Linked DNA regions of Hordeum vulgare: region 1 is linked to region 2. The links are chromatin contacts, called in public Hi-C maps. All regions are on one chromosome and are shown on one strand. The core of a region is the stretch at or near the end of the contact, and the rest is flanking DNA. Distances in the headings are between cores, read along the strand shown. Region 1 holds the start of LOC123426144 (glucose-6-phosphate/phosphate translocator 2, chloroplastic-like). Region 2 has its middle 250 kb from the start of LOC123425870.

Region 1 (6,301 bases), core at 123-2,622, 510 kb after region 2:
CTTCTTGGAGAATATGTTACGGAACACGAAAGCCAGGTTGGAGATCATCGCCCCCATGAATCCTATAGTGAATTCAACACACGTGCTATCAAAATTAACAATGTCAAACAAAATCTATATATCCTTCAATTAATCCACCTACAACGTTGTCCAATTTTGATATCAAAGGTAAAAGGTTTTGGTATATAATACGTGCTAAATTATAGACCTCAGGATTTGTGGACAGTTCAGGTTCTTCGGAAATCGGAAGTGGAGTACTACTGAAAAATATCTCTTGTGTACTAGCAAAAGTGACGATATTTCTTATGTAGTGATGAGTATCTGCTGGAGGTAATTTCAAGATTCAACAAAATGGGAGTCTGCAGATTGCTCACCAATCATGTTGAAATTGAGCTCGGTGACGGCGGCGAGAGCGCATCCACCTATGATCGGGAGGAGGGAGAAGTAAACCGGCAACGGGAAGTGCTCGCCGAGGAAGAACCTCGAGACGAGCACGCTGAAGGCCGGCTCCGCGCTCTTGATGATGTGCGTGAACGACACGGCCACCTTCGCCATGCTCACCGTCGCCGCCACGTGCCCGATCGTGTGCGCAATCGCCACCTGCACGGACACAAAAAATAAAGAAATCCCGATACACGGGCATCAGCACATCTAGAACACGTACAGGCCGGTGAGATTGGCAAGAAGAGGGCGCGCCGAGAAACCATGCGCATGCGCACGCTCACCGGAGAGAGAGCCTTCCAGAAATCGAGGTCCGTCTGGGGCGCCTCGGCGATCCTGGTGGCCCAGGACACGAGCATGATGGCGGAGCCGGCGGCCAGGGACAAGGTCGACGTGAGCCACGGGTACGGGAACGCATTCAGCACCTTCTTGTTGTATATGTTGAAGATCACGTTCAGCGCCCACCACGTGGCGAAGTAGACCCCGATCTTGGCGCTCTTCGCGGCCTCCGGCGCGGCCGCCGTCTCCACCGGCCGCGCGCCATCCGCGGTGGCTGCAGGGGGCGCCATTGACGCGGCACGGTCGTTGCGGGTCGCCGCCAGGAACGGCTCCTGGCGGTACAGAGGCCGCGCCGAGAGGGAGAGGGGACGACGGACGGCGTTGGGGAGGGGAGGGAGGTGGACAGGCTTGAAGGCCAACTTGGTTGTGGTACCGGTACCGGCGGACGCCGGGGAGAACTTCACGGAGGCGGCGGCGGCGGCGGCCAGCATTTTGGCGGAGGGAGGCGCGGCTAGTGATTTCTTGGGGTTTGTCTGGGTGTTGCGGTGGTATGCGCCTGCTGCGGTTTTGTGCCTCTGGTTTGTGACGGTGGAGGGGGAGATGGGGATGAAGAAGGTATTTATGGTGAATGCGCGAAGGAGAAGGGAGGCGGTTTGGCCAGTTCATGATCTTTTCACCACTGGTTTTAGTACCTTTTTTAGATGCATTTTTTTTGTTTATTCGTTAATTCGTTTCCTATTTTCCTGCAATATGATACTAGAATATCTTGTGAATATTCTTATTTTTTATCCTCTTCTATTTATTTATTTTTTAGCAAGAAGGCTTAAAGGTACGTCCCTACGAGGAGTTTCTTACAAGAACATAAAATTATAGACAAGTCATTGAAGAAATTGGTTTCGTCTTCCTTCTCTATCTATCGGTGACGCACCGTGAGCAAAGCTTGTTCTTGAGCATCCATCTTACTATAGCAACTTTGTTGACACCTATGAGCTCATAGTAGTAGCGGGGAGTGAAAACGGTTGCTCTTCCTTCTCCCCCTTCCCTCCCCACCCGTATCACTCCCATGAGTATCCTGAAGGGGAAACCCTAGCTGCCAGCACATCTCTCCCCTTTCCCTCTCTCCCTTCCATCGCCGTCATCGGCTCGCGCTGACGGGCGAACCCCTGTCGACGTCGGCAGCAGTCGGGCCGCTCTTTCCCTGCTCGATGGCGGCATACATGGGCTGGTGAGGTATGAGAGTGGTGCTGGACTGGTTGAGGGTGCAGCGGCGTTGCGACAGACAACAACTACGGTGTGAAGGGCTCCGTGGTGGTGGGTTGGTGCGTGCGGTACGCCCAGAGGCATGGTAGTGGATTGTGGGCGCGATGCGGAGGTGCACCACCCTTGGCCGCGCGGGTAGCAGGTCGGTAACAAACATGGAGCATGCTCTCGGGGCCTCCTCGTCGGTCCTTGGAGCGGATATGAGATGGTGGTCTCCTTCCTCGATCCCCTTCCTGCCTCGACTACCCATTACTACTCCCTTGCTTGTTTGGCTTGACCGAGTGGCTAGATGGGGATGGGAGGTACGGTGTTGTGGATTGGGAGAATCCCTTAGCTGGCTACAACCACCACGATGACGGTGGTGCCATGGGCATCATTCCCCTTACTGTATGTGGCATTGAGATCCTACCTTGCCCTCCACCTCAGAGTCCCGGGTGAAAACCCGAAAATCTCCGGACTAGGTGGCGACGACGCTCCAACGCCGTTAAACTTCTTGAAGACGCCACCTTGGGACTCTAGAGTGTCGGTCGGGACTACGGTGTTGGTGGGACACTACCGGATTCTAGAGAGAAGGTCCCGCTCGGCTGCTTGCGGTTGACGTTGGTCCTTGTGAGAGGCATGGTGATGCACAGGGTGCTGCATTGCAAGGTGAGGTTGTTGTGCTGGTCATCCTCTCCCTCACAACCCGTTGGTCCAGGTCATATGAGCTCGAGGGTGAGTGGCTTTACCTGCCGACAGGTGCGTCTTCCTTCGATCCAAGACAAGGCGGCATGGGGCCTTCTTTGCCAAAACATCTATGATGGCCTCATGTGAGTTGATGGAGTGTGGTTTTCCTCTAGTGACGGGGTGCTACCTTATTTTGGTCATATCGATTGCATGATCTTAGTTCACGAAGGGCCTTGATCTACAAGCTTGTCCTTGGTCCATTCAGACCTTGTTAGTGGCTCCTTCGATATCATGTATCTTCGTTGTATTCTTTTTTTCCTTGTTGTAATGATCGATGTAAGTTGGGTTGTGGCTTTACTTATAAAGTGAGGTGAATGCCTTTCTCATTGTAGAAGTAGCGAGAGGAAATCCATTGATGTAAATCAGAGCATACTTTTGTAGTTTTGTTCGTTTCCATACCTTCTAGCTATATAATTTATATATCACTTGAAAATGAATAGGATTATTTATATATGAAATAAAAATAGAGATGATTTTTTAAATACATTGAATGGCTTTTAATATCTAATAGTGATCATCAAGGGAAATAATATACAGTACAACGAAAAGACAAGGCACAAACGAACAATAGAAAAATAAAATCACATAAAAAACATACTAGCTGCTTTTTTTTTTATCATAAGCCTTTTGTTGGAGCATTAAAAAAAAACTTTACGCGCAAAAAAACAAGAACACTAAACCGACAAAAGACACCTGCAAATGTCCTTTGTTATATACCAAGCTTTAGAAATCGAAAGAGCCACTCCTTGGTAGAAAATGAGATGTAATAGCCGCCGAGCTTAGGCCCTGTTTGGAACCACCCAGATTATATAATCTGGTTTTTATAATCTATTGTATTTCCAAACAGGACAATTTATATTGTAGATTTTATAAACTAGATGATCAGATTATTATAATCTCATAATCTCCTCTACCCCAGCTAAAATGAGATTATGGATTACAAATGACGTGTTATCCTTGTAAACTTTAAGAGAATTACGCAGTGCCACCGCCACTTTTTTATTTTTCCTTGTAAACTAAGGGCAAACATGTCATTGTACAATTTAAAAGCTGGTTTACAGTTTATATAATCTGTCCTCCAAACATGCCCACCTAGATTATTTATATAAACCATATTATATAATCTATGTTCATAATCTAGATTATTATAATCTATTATGGTTTCAAACAGAGCCTCAGTCCCATGGTTGGTCATCCTCTCATATGACCTACTAATCATCGCCTTATAAACTATTGTTTCACGGACTAGATAACCCTAAACCGCCGTGCAAGTGGCCTCTTTGGGTGGATTTCTTTTGCTGCTTCGTAGACAGGGAGGTATTAGCATCGGTTGTTGTCCCCACTCCAAAGGTCAAGAACAGAATTAGCCCGTCTTATTATGAATCGAAAGGACATTATTTTTTCAGGAAATCTCTAGCCAAACCTCTTTACCTGCTTCGCGTGCTTCTAGTCAGAATGGTGCGTTTGACTTTACAACAAAGCGTGAGCCTGCAACACTCATGCATGCCTTGTACTCCTAATACTATTATTCTGCACGTTTAAAAAATTGACAAAAGAAATGGCCTAGCAACGTCAATATAGTTGTTCTATTCGGAACGAGTGGAGTTTCCATCCGTTGATCTATGAAGACCGGGGGTCACCCTCAGTGTAGCAGCCTGTTCCTCAGTTGTATTCCTTCCGTTCCTAAATACAAAACTTTTAGATATTGCACTATGAACTACATACATATGTATATAGACATATTTTAGAACGTAGATTCACTCATTTTGCTTCGTATGTAGTTTTCTAGTGTAATCTTTAAAATGTATTATATTTTAAAATGGAGGAAGTACTGTAATAAGCCGCATGTGTCTGACTTTTCCTTGGTACCAGTGTTTTGCACCGTCGATTTCGAAAGTTGCTGGATTTTTCAGAAGGAAATTGCCTCACCGGACCAGCAAAGGCAGCAAGGGTACAAAACCCTCTCAACCACCGCATGCGCATGGACATGGTTGTCAAATCCATGCATGCCGCCGGCAATGACGGCATGAATCTGACCACGGTTTTGAGCCGTCGGCTGGGGGAGACGAAGGATCTCACAACGCAACGCCACCTACCCAGCTCGCGAACTGGCCGGACGAAACTTCGAGGCAAGCCCGCCTGGAGCGTACTCTGCGTCGTCCGGGTCCAGGACCATGCATGCTCTGGAGCCTGGAGCGAACGACGCTGGCTCGCCGGCGTGTCGCTGTCCGGCGTATCCGAGGTTGGCCCTCCGCTGTCGGAGGGGTCGTCCTCCTCCCGGCCTCGCGACCGTTGGTGCGGTGCCAACCGGCCGATGTGCTTCAGCCGGGGCGCGAGATGCCGAGACGGGTTTAGCAATTAGCATTAGCGGCGGAGGGCGCTCGAGGGCCCGCGTGGCGCACCCCGGCTCGTGCACGCGTTCCTCACCGTTCGTGCGGTTCCTGACCACGTGGGTTGTTGCCTGTCGTCGCGTTCTAGTAATTCGTTGCCACGATATTTTTTCTTTTGTCACGGAGCGAGATCGATCGTCCGTCATCGCACGTTGTTGTTGTTGTTGTTGGTCTGGTCGTCGCCGATTTTGATTCACTCGTCCGTCCCGGTTGCTTTGGCTCCTATATTTGGACGATGAATTGGTGACCAAGAGATGGGTTTAACAGCATGCGTTGGTGTGCTGGATGGACGTTAGGCAGTTCAACTGCCACGACGTACTACTACGTACTAAGAATTTAGCCGACCAGGTTATACATACAACACACACACCGACCATCCAGTGACCGATACACGTATGAACACGTAGCTAGCTCGATCGCGTCTGCTACGTGCCGTACCTGTTTCGTTTCGTTTCGGTTCGGTTCGTTTGCTGCATGTGCATGTGCCTGACGCAAAGCACTCGGCACGTACGCGCGTCGGTTCGTTTGCTGCATGTGTGCATGTGCCTGACGCAAAGCACTCGAGACGTACGCATGCGCGATGTAGCCCCACACGGACACGTCCGGCCACACCTACCACGCAGCCTCGCGTCCGTTCCTTGAGAGCCATGCACGCGGGGTGCTGTCACCACTTACCACGCAGGCTACGATTCCCTGTGCCCGGAGAATTTTCCGTCGACGACACACACAGCGTGCGTGTGTTTTGTGCTGGCCTTGCACCGCCACTCGATCAGTGACGGCGCGGGGGACGCACACTCCGCGCTATGTTACGCGCACGGTTTCCCCGTTTCGGCCCGTGCATCCACCGATCGATCGCGCGTCTTATAGCAGGAGCAGACAGTAGGCCATGTGCGGTGTGCCGCCCGGCCGGCATGAGGGAGAAACCGTCGACCATTTAGGCTTTGTTTCAAAAGTCCTGAGACTTTTTTTAGTCCTAACTTAAAATTCCCTAGTCTCTATCCGTTTGTTTCGAGGGACTAAAGGTCATTAAATGACATGTAAAAAGACCATGTTACCCCTGACCAGATTATTAAATAACACTTGTTCATAAGCAAATATTACAAAAGCAAAGAACTCTTGTTCACAACACTTGTTCATAATGAAAGATTATAGAAGCAAACAACACTTGTTCATAACACTTGTTCATAAGCAAATATTACAGAATC
Region 2 (6,411 bases), core at 605-3,104:
GAAGCAGGTGCGGCGAGCCGGCGAGGTGGACCTGCGGAGGGGAGATGCTGGCTCAAGGCACGACATTGCAGGTGTGGAGGCGAGGCCACGGCGGCGGCCGTGGAGCAGGCTCGAGAAGAGGCGGAGCTGGCCGTGCGCAGGCGAGCGCAAGGGCTATGCATAACCGTGTCGGCGAGCGGAGACGAGCCGGCGAGGTGGAGCTACGGCAGTCAAGGCGAGTCTAGCGCGCGGCGTAGCTGGCCGGGCGCGACACAGCAAGAGCCGGCGTGCGATGGCCGCGGTGGCAGGGCGACTCGAATTTCCCATTCATCGTTGCGATAGTCTCTGCATCCCATCAGCCTGCACCGAACTGCGGAATTTTTGTCCAAAAAGACCACATCCACGATCGAATTGCTAGAAAAGAAAAGACCCCTTCGATCATGGCGACAGACGTGTCAGCCGACACGTGGCACATGCCGCCACGCGCAGAGGCAGCGGCACTGCTTATTCTGAGGCGGCGACATTTCTGTTCGTCCAATGTGAAGAGTATTTTTAAAAAAAATAAAAGAAAACAGCAAAAAATTCTGAAATTTTACACCCAGCTATAACACTCGATTATCTATGCTGGCAAAAAATTACAGTTTTCTTTTGAATTTTTCTTTTATTTTTTTAATTTTTTTCAAGAATATTGTTCATCCATAGTAAACCGTTCCTCGTGTGAACAGTTCTGTGAACAGTGCTGCCGCCTCCGTCCGTGGCGGCAGATGCCACGTGTCGGCTGACGCACCTGCCGTCACGTTCTGGATGTCTTTTTTGTCAATTTCAATCGGAGGTGGGTTTTTTTAACAATTTCATTGAGCAGGCGGTCCTTTTAGACAAAAAAATTCCGACTGCGCGGATGACTCGGACTCGTACATCCGTGAATCCGTTTCTAGCTTGTGCGTTTCGACCCCTCGGGGCAATCCTGTGGGTGCCAGCTTCTTGGAAGTATGTACTCCCTCCGTCCGAAAATATTTATCCTAAAAATGCATATAATGGATGTATATATAATTAAAATAAGTCTAGATACATTCATTTTTAGGACAAGTATTTTCGGACGGAGGTAGTATTTATTAGATGCAGCTTGCGCGCTTATCTCCATGAAACTCGATCTGGTGTTGGCCATGAGTCTGCACTAGTTTTTGCTCCTCTCGTGAAATATATTCCATGACATACTATTACTATTCGTTGTTACAAACACCTTTGATCAACTGGTTGCTTCGTACGTGCATGTGTGCGCAGGTCCTCGTGTTTATGATCTAGCGAGTCAAAGCAGGTGGGGAGATGGCTAGGTGCACAAGGGCCGAGGCGTGGTGAGGAGATGGCTAGGTCCACAAGGACCGAGCGCAGCCGCAGCACGGAGCGACCAGGAAGTCGGAATGACGTGATGCAGCTCAAGGTGAGGCGAGCTCACGACAGAGGCAGCTGAAGCCATGGCTGACACCGACTCTTGGCGATGTGCCTGAGGCAGGCGAAGACGGGCGTGTCGGCTTGAGGCAGAACCGACCTGAGGTAGAGCGAGCACATGGTAGCGACCTGGAAGTCGGAGTGACGTGATGCAACTCAAGGCGAGGTGAGCTTAGGATAAAGGAAGGTGAAGCCATGGCGAACGGCCGGCTCTTGACGATGTGGCTAAGGCAGGCGAAGACGGGCGCTTGGGGGCGACCCGGCCCGCATGGCAAGGTGAAGAGGGCTCACACACGCGACGGCAAATCGAGGTAAGGCCGAGGTAAAGCGGAGCCACAAAAGATTTAAGGACCCGACTATAGAGCGGGGTCGCACCCTGATGTTGTCATGCGGACGGCTCTTATACTAATATGTATGCATGTCGCTATCACGCGCTGTTAAAAAGATGGATTCAACTCACGAGATGCGGCATCCTGATGTTGTCATGCGGCGGCTCTTATACTAATATGCATGCATGTCGTTATCACGCGCTGTTAAAAAGACGGATTCAACTCACCACATGCGGCATCTCGCATGCATATGTACCTAAATATAGATGTAAAGATTCTCTCAAATGCTTGAAATTCAAAAAGTTTTATCTTTAAAGTCGTTAATTTAATCGCTGATCTGTTTTCAGCGTTGGCTTTGTCGCAACAAGATCTTCAAAACTAGATCCCATGTCGACATGTTTCGACAAACTTTTTTTCCTTTCGTAATTAATACATTGTTCCACTCACTTGCTATATTATTAACCATTTACTTCCCCAATAAAAATAACTTAATTGCCATATTTTTTTATGTCGATTCATGCAAAGATTGTCGATGCTTATAAATGCAGTCCCCAAAATGTTTTGATGTTCTTGTCATTTTTATTCTACTAAGTTGTCATGTGGTCTCATAAAGCTGGTAGGTGCTTACAAAATCACAGTTGCCACGTATATTTTTTGTGCTTGTCATTTTAATCCTACATCGTTATCATATTGTCTCATACAACTTGTCAGTCATTGTAAATATAACAACTTGATATGTTTTAAATTGGCAAACACAACCAATGACATGTTTTTATATCATGTATAATGAAATCTGTTACAAGGCTTTTGTATGAAACAATATTAAAAAGTGACATTCAAGTTATTTTTTTGAGGCAAGTAAGTGGTTAATAATATGACAAGTGGGTCAAAAAATGTGGCAAGTATGAATGGAAAAAATAGTTGACGAACATATCGACATGGGATCTAGTTTTGGAGAACTCGTCGCGAGAAAGCCAATGGTGAAAACGGACCATTGATTGAATTAACGGTTTTGTAGATAAAAACTTTTTGAATTTCAAACATCAAAAGGAATTGCACGTTGTTTGTAGCATGCAAAACTATTTCCCACCCTAATCTAACGGTCCCACGCGATATGCTTATATTAGATAGATCGGTCTGCCCGCCGCACGGCAACGCAGCCGTGTGCACGCTGCCAATTAGATTTTCCCCACAAGGACCCGACTATAGAGCGGTGCCGCATCCTGGCGTTGTCATGTGACGGCTCTAATACTAATATGCATGCATGTCGCTATCACGCGTTGTTAAAGAGGCGGATTCAACTCACCAGATACGGCACCTCGCATGCACATTCACCTAAATATAGACGTAAAGATTCTCTCAAATGCTTGAAGTTCAAATAGTTTTATCTTTAAAGTCGTTAATTCAATCGATGATCTGTTTTCACGTTGGCTTTATCGCGACAAGATCTTCGAAACTAGATCCCATGTCGACATGTTTCGACAAACTTTTTTTTCCTTCCGTAATTACCACATTGTTCCACTCACTTGCTATATTATTAACCACTTACTTGCCCAATAAAAATAACTTAATTGCCATATTTTTTTGACGCAAGTAAGTGGGTCAAAAAATGTGGCAAGTATGAATGGAAAAAATAGTTGCCGAAACATATCGACATGAGATCTAGTTTCAAAGAACTCGTCGTGAGAAAGCCAATGGTGAAAACGGATCATCGATTGAATTAACGATTTTGTAGATAAAACTTTTTGAATTTCAAATATCAAAAGGAATCGCATGTTGTCAGTAGCATGCAAAACTCTTTCCCTTCCCTAATCTAACGGTCCCACGCGATATGCTTAGATTAGACGGATCGGTCTGCCCGCCGCACGGCAACGCAGCCCTGTGCACGCTGCCAATTAGATTTTCCCAAGATTTAATTGCAAGATCCAAATATAGACCTTCAAGCACTCACCTCCCCGGCAACGGTGTCATAAAATATTTTGATGTCTACTATGCAACTTTATTCTTGTAGACATTGTTGGGCCTCCAAGTGCAGAGTTTTGGACTTATGTCGTCATAGCAGTGGTGGAAGGACATAATTAAGTGAGACAGACCCTGAGAGCGGAACGACCTAGGAGAAAATCCCATCCCCTCCCTCGTCAACCCACCTGCGACGGGGAGGGCGTCTGCCCCGCCGCCGCCAGCAGCGCTCCCCTTCCCACTCCCCTTCCTCGTCGCTGCCACAGGGAGCGGCCGGGCAAAGCCTGGCCGCCGGCGGTGGCGGCGGGGCACTCATCGGCTCCTCACACGGCTGCTCTGGTGCGGGACAGGGCGGCCATGGTGGGATGCGGTGCTAGCTTTGGGCGTCGTGGCATGACAGCTCTCCGGCGTTGTTTCGGCGGCGGCTGAGCTCATGCCATGTGTTGGGCAGAGCTGTGGTGGCGGGGCTGGCCGGTGGTGGTGGATCCCCTCGTCCCCGATCTGGATCGGGCTGGAGATGGGGAGCTACGAGAGGGGCGATGCGAGGCGCCGGTGGATGGCAGCGGCGGCGTTCAGCCCGAATCCGGTATTAGCGATGGCGACGGCTAACCCGGATTCGAGTGGTGGCGGCGTTCCCTCCGGCGGGGTACTGGCTACGAGTCGGGGGGACATAGTTTCCAATGAAAGCCGAGCCGACGGCCGACAATGGCGGCGTTCTGCGTCGTTACCTTGATAAAGGCTTCGTCCTGTAACTATTGTTGATCCACTTGTGCTGCTCCAGGGGAAACCCTAGGATCTGGTTTTCCAGATCGGACGATGGCGGCATTGCGGTGTCGTTCCTCTCTAGGGAGCATTGTTTGTAGAGTAGAGCTAGAAGGCATAGGCAGGAGGTGGAGCATCTTTGTCCTGCACGGAGCCTCGGTGCTGATGTCAGGTCATGCGTGGCCGACAAGTGCTACACTTTGTCATGTCTGTTCGGCAGGTGCTACGCACGACAGATCTTACAGAGCCTTCGCGTCTCGATAGAGGAGCGTAGGGAGGTCGATCCACTCGTGCTGCTCCAGGGGAAACCCTAGGATCTGGTTTTCCATATCGGACTATGGCGGCATCGCGGTGTCGTTCCTCTCTAGGGAACATCGTTTGTAGAGCATCGCTTGAAGATAGAGGCAGGAGGTGGAGTGGCATCGCCCTGCACAGAGCTTCGATGGTGATGTCAGGTCATGCCTGCCGACAGGTGCTACGCTTTGTCATGCATGTTCGGCAGGTGCTACACACGACAGGTCTTACAAAGTCTTCGCGTCTGGATGGATGAGCGCAGGGAGGTGGCGCCGTTGGGCGCCGTGGTGGCATCGACGGTTGGCCGGACTGGCATGGATGATGCGGATTTCTCTCCTGAAGATGGGTCAGCGATTCAATAATGATGACAGCTTCTAAAGCGTGTGCATGCGGTGTACGCTTTAGTTCTGCTCACCGGCTGTTAGTTTTGATATGCTATGTGGATGGATCGGCGACGACACCGGTTTTAAATATGAGAAGTGAGAGCACTCCACATTATCGCGTTTTTTAGGTGTGAGTGGAGGCTTCAGGTGGCTTGATGTATGTTCTTGTCAGACCTTTGTTGAATAAGTAATAAATATGGTTGTATGCATTGATTGATGCAGAGGCCGGGGGTCTTAACCTCCTTTTCCAAAAAAAAAGTGCAGAGTTTTGTAGGACAACATTAAATTTCCCTCAAGTGGATGGCCTAAGATTTATCAATCCGTGAGAGGTGTAGGATGAAGATGGTCTCTCTCAAACAACCCTGCAATCAAATACAAGAAATCTCTTGTGACCCCAACACACCCAATATAATGGCAAATTCTATAGGTGCACTAGTTCCGCAAAGAGATGGTGATACAAGTGTAGTATGGATAGTAGATGTATGTTTTTGTAATATGAAAATATAAAAACAACAAGGTAGCAAGTAACAAAACTGATCATAAACGGTGTTGCAATGCTTGGAAATAAGGCCTAGGGTTCATACTTTCACTAGTGCAATCTCTCAACAATGCTAATATAGTAGAATCATATGATCATCCCTTAATGTGTGATACGTACATTTTGCATCATGTTTTCATGTTGATATTTATCACTTCTTTGGCTGTTATTTCACTTCACGGTACTATTCTTATGCCTTTTCTCTCTTATTTTGCAAGGTTTACATGAAGAGGGAGAATACCGGCAACTGGAATTCTAGCCTGAAAGTGGAGCAAAGTTGAGATACCTATTCTGCGCAACTCCAAACGCCGTGATAATCAACGGGGATTTTTTTCCTAATTTATCAAAAATACTGGGCCGAAGAAGTGCCAGAGGGGCACCAGGGGGTGCCCACAAGCCTCCACGGTGTGGCCACCCCCCAGGCCGCGCCATGGGGGCTAGTGGGCAGCCCACTGGCCCATCGGCCCCCCTCTTTTGCTATATGGAGGGTTTCGTCCAGAAAAAAATCACAAAGGAGCTTTTTCGTGGTTTCGCCACGCCACGAGGCGGAACTTGAGCACAACCAATCTAGAGCTCCGGCAGGGCGATCCTGCCGGGGAAACTTCTCTCCCGGAGGGGGAAATCGTCGCCATCGTGATCACCAACACTCCTCTCATCGGAGGGGACTCGTCACCATCAACATCTACCTCAGCACCATCTCATCTCCAAACCCTAGTTCATC

The links. Hi-C and Micro-C count contacts between places; a contact is called where the count stands out from the background.
Region 1: a Hi-C map of seedling shows a contact between it and region 2, with 2.8 times the contacts expected there. The contact joins the promoter of LOC123426144 here to the enhancer-like site in region 2. A contact is called at or near these places in 1 of 6 Hi-C or Micro-C datasets (seedling) and 1 of 1 datasets of contacts at active chromatin or transcription factors (embryo).

The regions. Positions count from the first base shown.
Region 1 is chr2H:207,520,052-207,526,352 of MorexV3_pseudomolecules_assembly, forward strand. LOC123426144 (glucose-6-phosphate/phosphate translocator 2, chloroplastic-like) reads right to left here and starts at 1,373. Exons shown (of 5, transcript XM_045109918.1): 1 at 726-1,373; 2 at 375-600; 3 at 1-62. The coding sequence starts at 1,373.
Region 2 is chr2H:207,012,912-207,019,322 of MorexV3_pseudomolecules_assembly, forward strand. No RefSeq gene overlaps it. Among protein-coding and RNA genes, the nearest start is that of LOC123425870, 250 kb to the left of the region's middle. Within about 2 kb of position 1,855, at least 2 of the 3 cell types and tissues checked have open chromatin away from gene starts, as enhancers often do. A contact at or near this core is called in seedling, where this site is marked.